2 separate regions of the Pan troglodytes genome follow, and region 1 is linked to region 2. A link is a contact called in public capture Hi-C data. All regions are on one chromosome and are shown on one strand. Each heading gives the region's core, a stretch centred on a gene start, on an enhancer-like site or on the middle of the called end of the contact. The rest is flanking DNA. Distances are from core to core; before and after follow the strand shown. Region 1 overlaps LOC107970855 (a long non-coding RNA gene). Region 2 has its middle 530 kb from the start of ATP11B.

Region 1 (4,286 bases), core at 894-3,393, 240 kb after region 2:
CAATGTGCCAGGTATGGTGCTAGGTACTGCCGATACACAGGTGAAAAGATATACAAACTCCCTGCTGTCATGAAGCTTACAGTCACATTGTTTGGTCCTTTGTTTGCTAATAGTTAATTAATTAGACACAGCATACCTTGGTTATTCTCATTTCTTCTCTTTGGCTCCTTGGCACTGGTCTGGAGACTGTAGAAAGAAGAGAAAGAAGCAGGATCTAAGCTAATGGAGGGATATGACTCAATCCTCTACAAACTCTCAAAGTTCACTGGGTAGGGAGGAACTGGCCAGGATGGAGCCTGTGTCCTTCCCTTTAGCACTGGGGCCATCACAGTAATGTGGCTCTGTAGTCACTCTAGAAATCGTCATTAACGATTCATGGTCAATGGAGACTCATGGCTCTTAGTAGAGGCTGCCATAATATGCTATTGTAGAAGAATATTTCATGAGAAGTTATGGTCGGATTGTTAACTTTATAAAGCAATTTATAAAGTATTATCTGCAGTATGATACAATTTCGGTTAAAAGCAAAAACATATGTATGCACAAAAAAAGGTAGCTAGAATATATGACAACATGTTGGCGATGGATATAGTTCTGTTTAGGATTGTGGGTGCTGTGTGTGCATGTGTGAATACATGTGAACATGTATGCATATGCTTTTCAATGTTTTCTAAATTTCCTACAAAGAAAATGTACTAAATCATTTAATGATGGGGAGAAAAATTGTATCCCTCTCCCCAGAAATCTACATCAAATATTACTGCAACAGAAGGTGGGCTCCAATGAAAGAGGAGCCAGACGCCTATCTAGGCAGCCTCTTCCTCCTCTGTGGTCTAGGAGATGATATTGCTTGACCTGTCCACACTTGGAAGTAAAGCTCTGAAGCTTTTCTTGTCAAATTTTACTCGGACCTATTAGCCCAGAGCAAAGTAGTAACCACAATTTTTCAAACTCTGCTATTAAGTGCAGTTATGGGTGGTATTTCATCACCTACGAATAGTTGGTAATTTTTACAATAACACATTCTACCAAAATAAATTACACATGTATCAAAAAGTCATTAACAGAAACTTATCACAATGATATCAAACATACGACCTTTCAGCAAGTAAGATATATATGTGTGTGCATATATATATATATATAGTGTATATATATAGTATTTCTAAATCCGCCAAGGTATTATCCCAACCTGAGACATATACATTAAAAAGAAAGAATGTGCTAAAACAAAAACAATGGTATAGCATACTTTCTTCCATTTCAGTTTGTTTCTTCCAAACTGAATCCCCACTCCCTTTGCTTGGAGGAAGTACAAGGCCATTCTCCAGTGAGGGGAAAGTAAATGATTGTGTAAACTCAGACAGAATCAGCCTGTCACAAATTGGCAAATACAATTAATGGTTAGTTATCTACAAAGACTTCAGTCCTGTCACTTTTCAATTTTCTGGTCAGCATTCCAAAAAGGAACCAACTCTAATTAGTAAAATAATTCTTCAGGTCTTTATAGAGCTGATTCTCTATAAAGCTCTGTGAAAAGCTTGTTTTTGTTTTGTTGTTTTGTTTTAAAAGTTATTATAATTCCCTTACTCCAATATGAGAGATAAGAGCACTTACATACTTAACCTACCTTCTAACTAGAAAAATTATTTTCAAAGATTACTATTATTTTTTTAAGCACGCCTCTAGGCGCACCGAGTTTCTGCTGTCATTAGGTAATCTGTGCTGAATGGTAAAAAATAAGCACGTAAACCTCACAGATAAAAAGTTGTATTTGAAAGTTAATATGAGATTTGCTTCACCCATGTGAATCATCTCGGGATAATAAAAGAATCTGATTGAGAAGATGATATGTATAGCTAGCACGTAGTCAAAATTACAGATGTACATGTAAACCGTTAAAATTAATTACTGGCTCTATTTAGAAAAAGAATCTCCTCTGGACAAAAGAGGGTTTGAGTACATCTCCCTGTTCTTCACTCCTCTACCTTTGAGCTTTTGGGGGGCCAGAAATGCTAACCTTAATTAATGGAAGACCGACTAGACCCCAGGCAAGGGTTTGGGTCCCAGGCCCAGGTCTCCTCCTGCGCCTCTCCCGGGAGTAACGAGCAAGCGGGCTTCATTACTGGCAGCTGAGGGGAAGGGTCACTGGGAATGGATTTGCAGGGCCCTCATTGAGCGATCACTCCATGCTGAGAGGAGCTGGCCGTACTCTCGGACACCTGGTCATTAACATTGCTAATTAGCAGCCATTAATCAGGGCGCTCGCTTTTTTTTGTTGTTGTTGCATGTCACCGGCTCAGAGGAACCAAGTGAATAAGAAGATTGTTTCATTACCTCCACAAGAGGTAGAATGAAAGCAGTTCCCATCAGCTCAAGATGAGATGGATTAAGGGAAAGGTTAGACAACAGTTTGAGATGAGCTGGGGAGGGGGTGGACGGAGGGGGCCGGGAGACCTGAGCTGTCTGCCCAGGGAAAATCAGTCACCTATAATTAATGAAATCTTCTGCAACCTAATTCTAATCACCGTGTGAGCGGCTCTTCGACGACCAAATTTTTGTATTTTAAGAGCTTTTTTTTTTTCTGTTAGTACAGGGAATTATCTTTAAGTTATTTTAATTCTGTTTGATACTCAGTAGGTTTTAAGTTTGGTCTTTTCAGCCCTTCTCATTCTAAATTCATCTTCTCCTTCCCAAAGATTATGAAGTCATTTAAAATTTTAAGTAGTTATAATTAAAACACTTTTAGAATATCTTCGCTATTTTATGGTTACTTTCCAACCAATGGTCAAAAAGTAATTTTTTAAATAATTTATTCTACAGAGTTTAGAATGAGAATAAGAAGAAATGGTTTGTTCTTACTACTGACTGCACCCAAAAGTCAAAAGGGAATAAAAAGACTCTATCGATTTGTATATAATAATACTGAGAAGAATAACATCGTTAAAAAGGGCTATGGAGTGTGTGTGTGTTTGTGTGTGTGTGTGTAAATAAGTTGGGTTCTTCTTGTTAATTCAAATGTAATGTGATAAACATTCTTTAATGGAATGTTTTCTCTTCTGGAATGTAGTGTTTTGTGTATATGCCATATTACATTTATCTTAATTTCTAGAAAACGGAAATCTTGGTAACAGATTGCATATCTCACAGTTGTTTTAGTTGTCATTTTCTATCTAGAAAAAAAATGCGTCAGAATGCTTATTTAATTAGCAGCTAGTTAGCTATGAATTCATTCTTTTATTAAAATGGGTTCACCCAAGAACTGCAAAACAGATCTTGACTTACGTGGGAAGCTCTCCTTATTAAAGAAACAGTGAGCATTTCATCCACCTTTTTGCTATGTTTTGCTCTGAGTTCCATGGTGGGTTACAAAATGTGGTTTGCAAGTGGCACTAAGTGACTAGAAAGCAGAAATTGCCTAAGTATTTAGTAGTGTTGTGACCTCATTTGGACAAGTGTAATAAATATATATTTGCACATATAATATGAACCCCTGCCTTTTCAAAGCAAAATTATTCATTTAATGTGCCCTACACTTCAAACAATAAAAGGCTAAACCTGTTTTTTATGTACTAATTTGCTCTGTTTATGAAGAACTATGAAGTTTTGGGGGGAAGGAAGCAAGTATGTAAAACTAATCTGTAAAGCATTTCAATTGGGTTGGAAATCTGTAATATGATTTCTAGGACTTCATGGGAAAGTTGAACGCTCAAGGGGAAATTACACAAAGAACAGCTGAGAAAAAGTTGCATTCTGGCACAGAATCATGCAAATGGGGCACATTCTTCAGTTTTCTCATGACGGATTGCCTCTGAAACCACTGAGCCAAGCTGCAGCAATGCTAATGAGGGAGATGCATCAATGAACAGTGTCATCCCAGGGGCTTCTAAAGGGGACAAGGGGGGAGTGGGGAGGACAAGAGGGACTTGGAGAAGGAGGAAGGAAGAAAGGAAGAAGAGAGGGACAGACAGAGAGAGAGAGAGAGGGAAAGGAAGGAGAGCAACTGAGTTTTTAATAATTAGGCCTAGGTTATTAAAAAACAAAACCAATTTAGCAGGTAGGATGGAAGGTACAAAATGAACAGCACTATAATTTTATCCTTTTAAGATGTGAAGGATTTTAAGAAACAAAGTAAGATGGGAGAGAAAACTTTTTAAACTATCTGCCTGTTGAACAAAAAGATTAAAGTTGGAAGCTAAAATGCTTCTGCCCAGAGAATAACTTGTGTGTGGTTTCTTTACAAGGACTCCAGACTATGGCGAAAAAGACTAGGGGATCATCTATGC
Region 2 (4,603 bases), core at 31-2,530:
TGTTGACAACCAAAACTTCAATGCAGAAGATTTTGAATAATATGCTCTATGTCACAAGGTGAACCATAATTCACAGTTGTAGATGTTTGCTAGTTTTTCAATGTAGTTCATTTCTATTTATATGTTTAAAGGAAGACCTGTATAATTTCAGTTAGTTTTTATACAATAGGCGAGAGGAGAGAGAGTGAGAAAGAGAAAACAAAATAGTATGTACAGCAAGTTAAATATCCAAACCACTATGGTCCTTTGTCCTGACTGCTTTCTGGCCATGAAGTGGGAGTGCCCTCTAGTGAAACTTTAAAATCATTGGAAGATATTGGGTGTAACGTGATTAAGGTTTTCTCCTAAATTCTTTCCTTCAAAAATCTTTGGGCATTAACAATTTGCATAAGTTTTGAATGAGAATTAGAGAAAAACACAAAATACCATCAAGTAAAACTATTTCTTTGGGAAACAAATACAAATGAATACATTACTGTCAATATCAAAAAGTACATGTCTGCATATCTTTGTCATCTATCTGTTTATCTATCTATCTATCTATCTATCTATCTATCTATCTATCTATCTATCATCTATCTATCGAAAGATCCCAAGGACACATAAGTAGCATATAACCCACAACAGGGCTATAGTTATCTAAAAGAAAACATATAAAAACATAATTACCCACTTCTCAAGAAGATGAATAATAAATAAGTTACTTTGGAATGTGAAAATAAGGCAGTAGTAGCAATACACACGAGTAAATAAGAAGTGAAAAATACATCTTGTCATCTATATTATTCCAAATCTCTTTGTAGAAAGCAGCACATGCTCATTGTGATAAAATCTGAAAAAGTTCAAGGCCAGGAGTCAGAGTTCTTACCCTGGACTTCACTTACCAGCTGTGTGAGCTTGGGCAAAACATTTAACCTCTCTGAGCCTCAGGGTCATCATCTGCAAAATGGGGCTTAAGAACACCTGCCCTACCACCTCATAGGGTAGTATTGAAGGAGATAAAGTATGGGAAAGGGCTTTGAAGTAGATAAAGTTCCACACTGTGAAGGTATTATTTTTCTGACTTCTTTCTACTGAGGAAATTTCAAGCAAAGTCCCCTTTCAGGATGAAGAGGGAAAGAAAGAAGACCCTTCTAAAATTCTCTGGAGTCAGGAATCATTGACAAAACATCTTTCTTCCCAATCAAAAAAGAGTCACAGAGAAAGAAACAGGTGGCGCCCGAGGAAGGATGCAGGGTTAGACATTACCATCGTGGAGCCGCCAGCTCTCCCGGACTAGGCTGACGCCCACGTGGAGGGCCCTCGGCCAGGAAGCATGGCCTGGGCAGCCTGTGCTGGAGCCGGCTGGGCAGCAGCTGGTGGAGGAGTCAGGAACCACGTCCCCTCGGGTTTACAGCAGCAAGAGTTTCCGTGAGTCTAATCTCCACCTTGCACAGAGAGAAGCTCAGCAGCACGTATGCTCCGCACCTCTGTGCTTTTAATCCCCCCTCTTCGTGACCATCCATGCAAAACCATTCCCTCTCTGTTGTCTTTTCAAAACTGAAAATATTTTCATTTTGTTTATGCCAACATAATAAACTCTTCATCTGAGCAAACAATCTGATTTTTCCTTTTAGTTGCAGCAAGTTTAATTTTAGATTTGTGCTGTAACAATTCCTTACTTTTCTCCACATAAAGCTTGTTTTCAGTGAGATGTGGTTTCTCACTAGCTGTGTTTGCTTTGAAGAGAGTTTCACGTACTTATTTTTAAAATCAACTTGTATAGGCACTTTAAATCAAGGTATTAAAATTTTCAGATCATTCAAAAACTGTTCCCTTTTTTTTTTATGACAACATAGGTATCTCCTATGTATTTATTGCCGGATTTTCACTATTTATCTTCTGGATATACATCTTTCTTTTGTCCAGAGTGAGAAACTGTTTCTAGTTTCTTTACTCAGAGGTACTTCACATTGTCAGACATGCATAATCAATCTTGTACTTAAACCTTTGTGAGGAACACAACAGATGGATAATGGGAACATGGTTGCCATTTGGGGTCTGGTCAATTCATGAGCTGCCTCTACAGCCATGACTCTGGTGTATAGGAGAAAAACCATAAAGTTAATCTCTAAAGCTATCTGACAGGTCCCATGCCTGCTGTTTATGTCCTCCCTCCCCATTTGATCTAAACAGTTGGCATGGGGGTTGAGGGGTGCCACTTCTTCCTCAGAATAAAATTAAATAAGATATTCAGCAGGTCTTCAACTGCTCACGGATTTATCCAAGATAAGTGACCAGTTTCAGTTGAATGACTGGGGCTCCCATGTCATAAAATTGCTCTTGGCTAAAGCTAGAGTTCACTTTGTCTAAGCTACATGCTCGTGTATTGCTGGAGCACCACGACTTCTCATTGAAACTTTGGGTTCCTTCTGTATTAGAACCTTCCCTGACCTTTGCTGAACACCACAAAGAAACCAAATGCTAACCTCTGTTTGTCTCAAATTTTCCCCTATTAATGCTTGGTCCAAGTCTACATTTCCAGCCAGTCTTTCATTTAAAAACACAATCTCATTCAAAACCTGCCTGGTAACTTTATCACTGGGGTAACTGTTACCTATGATGCAGGGCTGACCTGGGTCCTTGTAGCACTTGACATCATCTTTTGGACGGGTTACAGAGCCTTTTGAGGGAGTTGTTAGAAGCAGGCTCACCCTGCAATGCAGAACCGGTCACAGAGGAAAATTAGTGCATTTATCTGTCAGCATTAGACTAGATTTTCAATCCAGTTCACTAGTCACAGGGTCTGGTTTTCTCTTCCTCTGGGAGATGAAACTGATATGCTGGTAGGTAGTAAAGGTGTCAGTTATAAATTGGACCGTTGGAGCACGCACACACGAAAAATAGACGAGAAGACTTTAAGGCCATAAATTTAGTTCAAGGCAAAGAATTTCCCTAAAAATAGTCCCGCTTGTTAAAACACTATAGGAAGAATGTATGTCAGGTAACCGTTGGCATTATCAGAACCAGTTCACATTTCTTTTATGGGAACCAATGTTTGCAATTCTCTCTCCAGTGTGCTATTCCTTTTAACTACTTGAGGGAAGACAGGATTTTGCTGACTCTGGTGCTAAATAAATAAATACCTTGATTGGTTCCTCTTTACTGTTTCATACCTGAGTGAGGATGCAGCAAGTCTGACTTGCAAACAGAAGGGGCAAGTTTGGCAGACACCATCAAGTTTCTCCCTATGTTCTACTTACTGTTTACCTACCATTTAACTAAATGGGACTCCAATATCAACTCAAAAGAAGCATATGAACTTTTCTTAACTCATTGAGTGATCCTGTTCTAAATTGGTTGTTTCCTACCCTCAATCCTATAAAATTATTCAGGTGGAAACCCTGAAGACCAACCTAATGTTAATGACCCATTACTCAGACATAGCATAAACTAATGGTTAAAGTAAGAATGTTCAGTGTCCAGTGACTCCCATACTTCAAACCAATAGGGCCCATATGCCCACTCAGTTTGATAAATATTGAGTGTCTGTTGACCCGGAACCACTGTGATGAACTATGTGGGTTTACACATACTACCTCTTGACTCAGAGAGCTAATACTATAGATTGAGTGATGATCTCCAACAACTCACCATAGAATAAATCAGAGGAAAATAAGAATTCAATGGTGGCAAGCATAAGTAGCATATTATGAAAAGAACAAATGAAGGAATCCATAATATACCATATAGGTAGTAGTTTAATTCATTTATCATTTAAGCCTTTATATATGTCACCAACTACACACCAGGTATTGTGCTAAATATTGAAGATTTTAAAAAACCCTCCCTCCATGCAGCTATATTCTCTCACGGGTAACAGAAATAAATAACTACAATCCATCTTTATACCCAACCTCTTCCTTCCTCACTATATTGTGTCTTCTCACAGGACGGCCTCATCTTATTCATCTGTGTCCCTAGGAAAGCACCTGGCCCAGAGCAGGTGCTCAACACATGTATTTCAAAGGAATGAATGAATGTTAAAATGTGATATGTGTGATAATGTTTCTAAGAAGCTTCACTTTTCCTGGATGATAGGGAAAGTGTGTTGAAAATTAAGATGTGGAGGATGACTCCTAAGTTTTAGTAGGCTCATAGTGGATAGGAATGCTATCTATAAACTGATACAGAGAACACAAAGGAGAACTAATCTGAGGAAAGGGAAAGGGAGAGACACTGAGCTGAATTTGGGACGAGTTGCACTGGAAGTACTAGTTGTATGACATTGAGCGGGAAATGTCTAGTAGGCTGCTTAAGGACTGGCTGAGAGCTCAAAAGAAAACTTGAAGTTAATTTATCAGTATATTAAGAACATGTAGATTAGGAATAGTATTAAGGACTGCTTTGATCTAAGTATTTGTGTCCCACCTCACCCCACCCCTATTTTTATGTTGAAATCCTAACCCCCAAGGTGATGATATTAGAAAGTGGGGCCTTGGCTGGGAGCGGTGGCTCCCGCCTGTAATCATAGCATTTTGGGAGGCTGAGGCAGGCAGATCACGAGGTCAGGAGTTCGAGACCAGCCTGGCCGACATAGTGAAACCCCGTGTCTACTAAAAAT

Evidence for each region. Capture Hi-C pulls out chosen DNA fragments and counts their contacts.
Region 1: a contact with region 2 is called in a capture Hi-C map of stem cell-derived neural stem cells, with 5 times the contacts expected there. The contact joins two enhancer-like sites. A contact is called at or near these places in 2 of 7 Hi-C or Micro-C datasets (induced pluripotent stem cells and stem cell-derived neural progenitor cells) and 1 of 1 other capture datasets (stem cell-derived neural stem cells).

What each region holds. Positions count from the first base shown.
Region 1 is chr2:185,673,183-185,677,468 of NHGRI_mPanTro3-v2.0_pri, forward strand. It overlaps LOC107970855 (a long non-coding RNA gene), which reads right to left. Exons shown (of 4, transcript XR_010155467.1): 3 at 137-186. Among named protein-coding and RNA genes, the nearest start is that of ATP11B, 290 kb to the right of the region's middle. Within about 2 kb of position 2,144, at least 10 of the 24 cell types and tissues checked have an H3K27ac peak or open chromatin away from gene starts, as enhancers often do. A contact at or near this core is called in stem cell-derived neural stem cells, where this site is marked.
Region 2 is chr2:185,433,366-185,437,968 of NHGRI_mPanTro3-v2.0_pri, forward strand. No RefSeq gene overlaps it. Among named protein-coding and RNA genes, the nearest start is that of ATP11B, 530 kb to the right of the region's middle. Within about 2 kb of position 1,281, at least 3 of the 24 cell types and tissues checked have an H3K27ac peak or open chromatin away from gene starts, as enhancers often do. A contact at or near this core is called in stem cell-derived neural stem cells, where this site is marked.